2 separate regions of the Mus musculus genome follow, and region 2 is linked to region 1. Evidence: chromatin contacts called from public Hi-C data. All regions are on one chromosome and are shown on one strand. The core of a region is the stretch at or near the end of the contact, and the rest is flanking DNA. Distances in the headings are between cores, read along the strand shown. Region 1 has its middle 22 kb from the start of Gm40047. Region 2 has its middle 18 kb from the start of Gm30402.

What was found. A called contact is a pair of places that touch in the nucleus more often than the background predicts.
Region 2: a Hi-C map of muscle stem cells shows a contact between it and region 1, with 2.4 times the contacts expected there. The contact joins two enhancer-like sites. A contact is called at or near these places in 10 of 39 promoter capture datasets (the 3T3-L1 cell line, 3T3-L1-derived adipocytes, the C10 cell line and 6 more), 1 of 15 datasets of contacts at CTCF or cohesin (large pre-B cells) and 3 of 484 Hi-C or Micro-C datasets (the C2C12 cell line, muscle stem cells and myocytes).

The regions. Positions count from the first base shown.
Region 1 is chr3:52,600,246-52,603,338 of GRCm38.p6, forward strand. No RefSeq gene overlaps it. Among named protein-coding and RNA genes, the nearest start is that of Gm40047, 22 kb to the left of the region's middle. Within about 2 kb of position 1,251, at least 54 of the 459 cell types and tissues checked have an H3K27ac peak or open chromatin away from gene starts, as enhancers often do. A contact at or near this core is called in hippocampal neurons and muscle stem cells, where this site is marked.
Region 2 is chr3:52,974,103-52,977,064 of GRCm38.p6, forward strand. No RefSeq gene overlaps it. Among named protein-coding and RNA genes, the nearest start is that of Gm30402, 18 kb to the left of the region's middle. Within about 2 kb of position 1,254, at least 32 of the 459 cell types and tissues checked have an H3K27ac peak or open chromatin away from gene starts, as enhancers often do. A contact at or near this core is called in hippocampal neurons and muscle stem cells, where this site is marked.

The sequences.
Region 1 (3,093 bases), core at 1-2,500:
TATTCTGGTGGACAGCCAAGGACATGTCCCCAGGTAGCTGGCCAAGTCCTTAAGGAAAGCTTCTTCTGTCTCCTAAGACCTCCTCATGTAAGCACCCACATGGCATAGACACGTGCGCCTAGTGACTACCCACGCTGTTTGCATGGTGGCTTTGCTCTTGTCATGGAACTCAAGTGGGATTCTGTGGCCTGAGATAGCAGCTCTAAGGCCACACCTCAACAGAGCATCTACAAAACTCTGGATTTCACAGGTGGAAAAATGTAAATATGGAAAAGACGAGCTTTTTAAAACCAAGGAAAGGAAGAAAAAAAAAAAGCTGTGTCTACAGAATGGCTTTTCCAGGAGCCTGACCCGTCTGTGGTACTTTGTGTGCTCAGAGGTAACCTGGAGTTAGGAAACGTTCTAAAGGCCAGCAGGATCCGCCTCAGTTTGGCTGAGAAAGTGCAATCACTGGCTGCCTGAGATATTACGCAGGGATTTGAATGCTGGGTACAAGTGCAACATGGAAATTATTTCAACAGTCAGTCTGAGTGTCAAGTGTCCTGCTGGGCCTCCGGGATCGGATACTCCTGTGGGCGAATGGAGCAGCGAACAGCGGCTGGAGCTCCATGAAGCCCCATTGCAGGGAGATAACTCGGTGGCCAGTCAAATTTGCCCCAGGGTTTTGGAGCTGGCCTTTCTGCTACATGCAAAGCCAGGACGCGTTTCTTGTCAGATGATTCAGCTGTAAGAACGTGCGTGTGTGGTCAAGCTGTCCGGATGGAGTCAAGCCTGCTTGTGTTCCCTTTTGATCCCTACCTTCTCTTACTTCTGCTCCTGAACTGCTGAACCCGGGGAAGAGCTGTTTGCCGTTCCGTGGCAGAATGACATCAGCAGGGAGGCAGTTCCTGGGCCAAGGGAGCCAAGTCCTCAGACACCATCTCGGAAGTAGGACAAGTACATTTTGTTTCTCCAATTCAACCCAGAGAACTGCCTGGTCCCCGAGGCCCGTGCCAAATGTGTTTGCGCAACCTCGGCAGCGGTGCCCAAAATGCGGCGCAAGACTCGGCCAGAGGTTTCGTTTCGTTGTGGAATGAATACTCACAGATGGTAGGGCTAGCGTTGTTGGTGGCCCTGGCTATGTGAATTGCAGGCTCAAACCTCCGCAAAGGTTAGGGTCCTAGAAGGCATGGTACTCGATCTCTGGCTAGGCCTATCATAACCCATTGCCTCAGTACTTAGCCTAGCCAAGGCACACAGAGCATTGAGGTAAAGCTGGCCAGGGCACTGTGCCATCGTATTTTGGCTAGGAGCATGTTCCTGGGCGCGGGTGGGGAGTTGGGAAGGAGAAAAGCTACCAATTTGGCTGTTGCTCCCGAACATTTGCTCTGCATTCTTGAATGCTCTTGGTTAAAGTCCTTATACCCCAGGCAATGGGGCAAGAATGCACACACACTACACATGTGAATGCATGCATACACAGAGAGACCCAAAACATCTTAGTAGATAAAAACCAGCTGTTTTGTGTGTGCCTATATATGCGTATTTTTCTTAGGAGAAATCAAGGACTATGAAAATGTGTTCACATGTAAATGACCAGTATTTGAAGGCTAATGTTGGTATCTTTCAAAGTCTAACGTAATAATAAACTTGTATGTTTTGTAGGGCTTTATAGGTCACAGTACATTCCACATGTCTCATTCATCTGATGGGCCTAACCACGATGTAGCGCATGTGTTAGCTTCTTCTCCAGTTCTACATTTAAGGGAAGCAGGGAAGTACTTTGCTCAAGACTGCATATCAATCAAGTCTCAGGATCAGACTAAGAACAGAGGCCAACCCCATCCAATCTCCTTACCCTGCCGGCCCCTAATCTTTATAGTAAAATGACCAAAGGGAAACAGTCCTGAAATCTACTCATCTATTTGTAGGACTGGATGACATGGCTCAGTCCCTCCCAGAGCAGTCACGAGACCAACAGCAACACCTGCTTCATTTGGGACTAAAACAAAACAAACAAACAAACAAACAAACAAATCCAACGAGTTCCAAGTCCACCCCTGACCATTCGAGTCATCATCTGCACTTTGATAGCATCATGCATATGATGAGCCAAGTTTGGGACAATAGGAAGGATTGAGCTAGGGTTATACTCTCCTTCCTGGCACACTTGGGAGCTCCTGATGTTTAAATCACATAATCGAAGGAACAAAAGAAGAGGAAGAAGGAGGAGGGGAAGAAAAAGAAAAGGAGGTGGAGGAGCAGGAGGAGGAGGAGCTGCTGCAGCTCATGGTAGGATCTTATACTCGCCGTTCTAAGAGCTAGATATAGGAGATCATGCCTCTAAAACTCTCCAGGTAGCAGCTCTGCAGTCAGGGCTGAAAATGGTTAGAGTAGACCAGGTGCTTTCCACCTTTGCTGAATCTGTGAGCCGGATCCACGGGAAACAGCCTAACCATGCATCACCCACCCCATTCCTGGTGGGTTTGTCAGGATTCATAGAACATTTTGCTGTATTGAATCTAAACTTCCCTATCGCTTGGAGATCTTATCCGATAAGCACCCGCGGGTGGCCATTCCCTGTGGGTAACTATTCCAAGTAAATTGGAGTCCCTTTCTTTTCTTGGGAAAAGAATCAAAGTGTCAAGAGCGAAGTTGCCAGCGGCCATATCTATCTGAAGAGATGCACGCAGCTTTGCGGTGTGTTAGGAGTGTTGCAACGCATTAGAATCCTCCTGGTGAGGAGAAATTTCTGGCTCAGATCATTTGCAATTGAGACAAAGCTTTTTTTGGGGGGGGGTGCCTCAGGATGAATAGGATGGCCAGTCCCTCTGCACATGGCACCTAGAGCATCAACAAGAAGAGTCCACAGGAATGACCCGGCCACCTGGTGAGGCACTGGTGGAGAGCTCTGAGGACGTATTGTGCTTATTGCACCTCTTCTGATTTTTTTTTTAAGATGGAAAACCCCAAACAACCTCTACACTGTCCTGCATCCAGATCACAATGTCAGATTTGCAACCACGCTTACTCTGCTGTGGAGCCATCTGTTTGAGCCATCAAGACAAAATTCATCAGGGAATGCTTATGTCTAGGTCAAGACAGGACAGCTGT
Region 2 (2,962 bases), core at 4-2,503, 370 kb after region 1:
TCTGAGCCCTCACCCACTAAAGTGTCGAGACTAATGAGGCATTTCCCACCCCCCACTAGAAAGCAGATAAATGTTAACTGATGTCATGAAGTGTTACTAACAAGACTCAAAACACGAAGAATGTTGATTGTAGGCATGGCTTAGGCAAGGGGATGGAGAGAGAACAGTCAAAAAGGCGAGAAACAAGAGGATGCATACGCCAGCTTCAACTCACCACACAGAACCCTGACTGTGGTCCATGGCCTTGAAAAGTAGGAAACATCGAGCCCAAGGGGAAGGTTAATTGCTCACCACAGGCCCACTAGCTTTCTTGACATCTCTACTGGATGTCCCTGATGTTTAGTGGTAGCGTTCGCTTCTGGGCCAGATCTGTTTCTATGCATGAATCAATGCTGCTCATTCCTAGGATAAGTTCAGGAGAGCAGAGCAGGAGGAGGAAGAGGAGGAGGAGGAGGAGGAAGAAGAGGAGGAGAAGGAGGATGAGGAGGAAGAGGAGGAGGAAGAGGAGGAGGAGGAGGAGGAGGAGGAGGAGGAGAAGGAGGAGGAGCATTTTAATTACAAGCAATTCAACCTGGCAAATAGAACTCTGAACCTGTCAGAGTCCCGGACTTCTGACCCGCTCCAAGACGGCCATCTGCTTTTGCTGTGGTGCTTGGGGAAGAGGTGCCCATGCAAGTTCCCACAGAGAGAGAGAATCTTGGATCAAATCCTTGGTGCTAACAAAGCCTCCGATCTGAATAAAAGTCTGTTGAGCTATGTAATGGTTCTGGTTTTGGAGCAGGGGAAAGCGGGGTGGTGTGGGAGTTGACAGAACCTGATTTGGGCCCATCTTGATGGAATGTGTGAATTACAAAGAGTCCTCTTGTTCCCTCAGATTTTCTGGTGCAGGCCAGGGTGGGCTGGATGCTGCTGCAGTCCTTTGGAAGGGTCTAACTGGGTTCCTGCTTTGGCTTTTCTTGAGTGCCAGAACACCCCAGAAGCCTCTGAATGGAGGTCTCGAAATGTTAGAAAATACGTTGGCACTCCTTTCCTTCCAGGCTGCCAGGCTAGAGAAGGGGTGGGGGTGTTGTTGCTGGAGGCATAGGAAGGTGAGTGTGATGTCAGCTGTGTCGTTGTGACTCAGCTGGAAAAGTGGCCCCACAGATCAAGCACCAGGCCTGGGACAAGGAGATAGGCAAGGAGGGCAGAGGTGTGTAGCCCAGCCAGAGTCTAGCCTGGCAGCAGCTGCTGAGTCTCAGCCCGGCTGCCATCAGCTATCAGGGATCCTAGGCGCCCCCCTCTGGTCAGTGAGGCAAGGGTTGGCTGCTAAATCCTGGTAGCAGTAACTTGGTATTTGAGCCTCGGTGCCGTTGGTACCTGACTGATAGCTCAGCAGAACGTGACTCCTTCGGCATACTTGGTAACTATCTGCACACAGCAGCGAGCTGTGGAGTTGAGGTTCTGCTCATTCCTCTGCTAACCACCCAAGTTCTATGAAAGTTTCTCAGGCTACTACTGGGTATGAATCAAACTTTGTTTTACACTAAGCTTAGGCTCGGGATTAAAGAGTTTTAAAATAAGCAAGATATCCACCACACGAGAAAAGTGCTTCCCTACTTGTTAAGGCGATAGAAACAAAGACAAACCTCCTAGAGGGAAACTGGTGCATCTAGTTATAACCTGGATTCTCATTTTATCTCAAAAAACCTGGGGGCTGGAAAGCAATGTGGCGTATAGCACCTTCCTCTTACATGAGGCAGTACTCCAGCTGTAAAATGGAAGACTAGCTCATCTCCAGTGTGTAAGATTCCAGGATCTTTTACAGATGAAAGTCATGTGCTAAAATCCAGTCAGAGCCAGCAGGTTCCAAGTCATCTGATTACAGACAGAAAGAAGAGAGACCCAATATGGCAGGAACCTCAGCGTGCTGTGAGGGTGTGGCCTGATGCACCAGTGGATCCTAGCAGCTGGCACCGCAGCCAGTAGTTCACAGAGAGACTGCCTTCATTGGCACCCATCTAATAGCTGAGGGCTGAGGCAATGAGAGAGGAGACACAGCGGGGGCAAGACAAGGAAATTATCTTTATTATCCATCCTTTGTAAGGAGGACATGTCTTTGCCATGCTTCCTTGTTAAAAAACACTAACGGCAAAAATGCAAACAGCATATTTCCAAGTGGATCACACCTCGGAGAAATAAGTCTAACTCAAACATGGAGAAGTAGATGAAAATACATAAAGCAAACAACAAACCGACTGAAAACAAAAATTCATGATTGCTGCAAAGGCTTATTAGCTCACAGATCAAACATCACAAAGGATACAGATGATTGCCAACGGCATGAATGAAGTTCTCATCTTAACATGTAGAATGCTTTACACAGTAACTACACAAGAGACTTCATTTCTTCATTCTAAAGAGGACAATTTACTATAATTATTGTATGCCAGAACAAGTACGCATAAAAAAATGCAAAGGATTGAAATACAGGATGTATTTTTGATGCAAAGAAATATAAAATGACAGAAATATTTATGTTTGTAAAATACATGCAATTAATCCAGGAAACATAAGAGATCACTATGGAAATTAGAAAATGTTTGAAGTGAGATCGACCAATGATAGTGAGCCCAGCCCCAAAGGTATACATCTGTGCCACAGCTCCTGCATCCCAGATACATCTGCACCACAGCTCCAGAATCAGGGATACATCTGCACCACAGTTCCCACATCACAGCTCGCACATCTGTGGCTCAGGGAACATCTCAGAGGATGGGGTGGAAAAATTGTAAGAGCCAGAATACCAGGAAGCCTCTGCTATAACTGGCGGGATGAGCAAGACCAGAACAATGGCAATCTTAGTGGACATGCTAGTGTGAAGGCAGGAGGAGCTCCCTACCCTAGACAAAGAGCTACAGGAGACTCAGTTCAGGGAGACCTAGAGTTAACCCCTCCCTCCCCAGGAAGAGCCCCTTAGTGATCA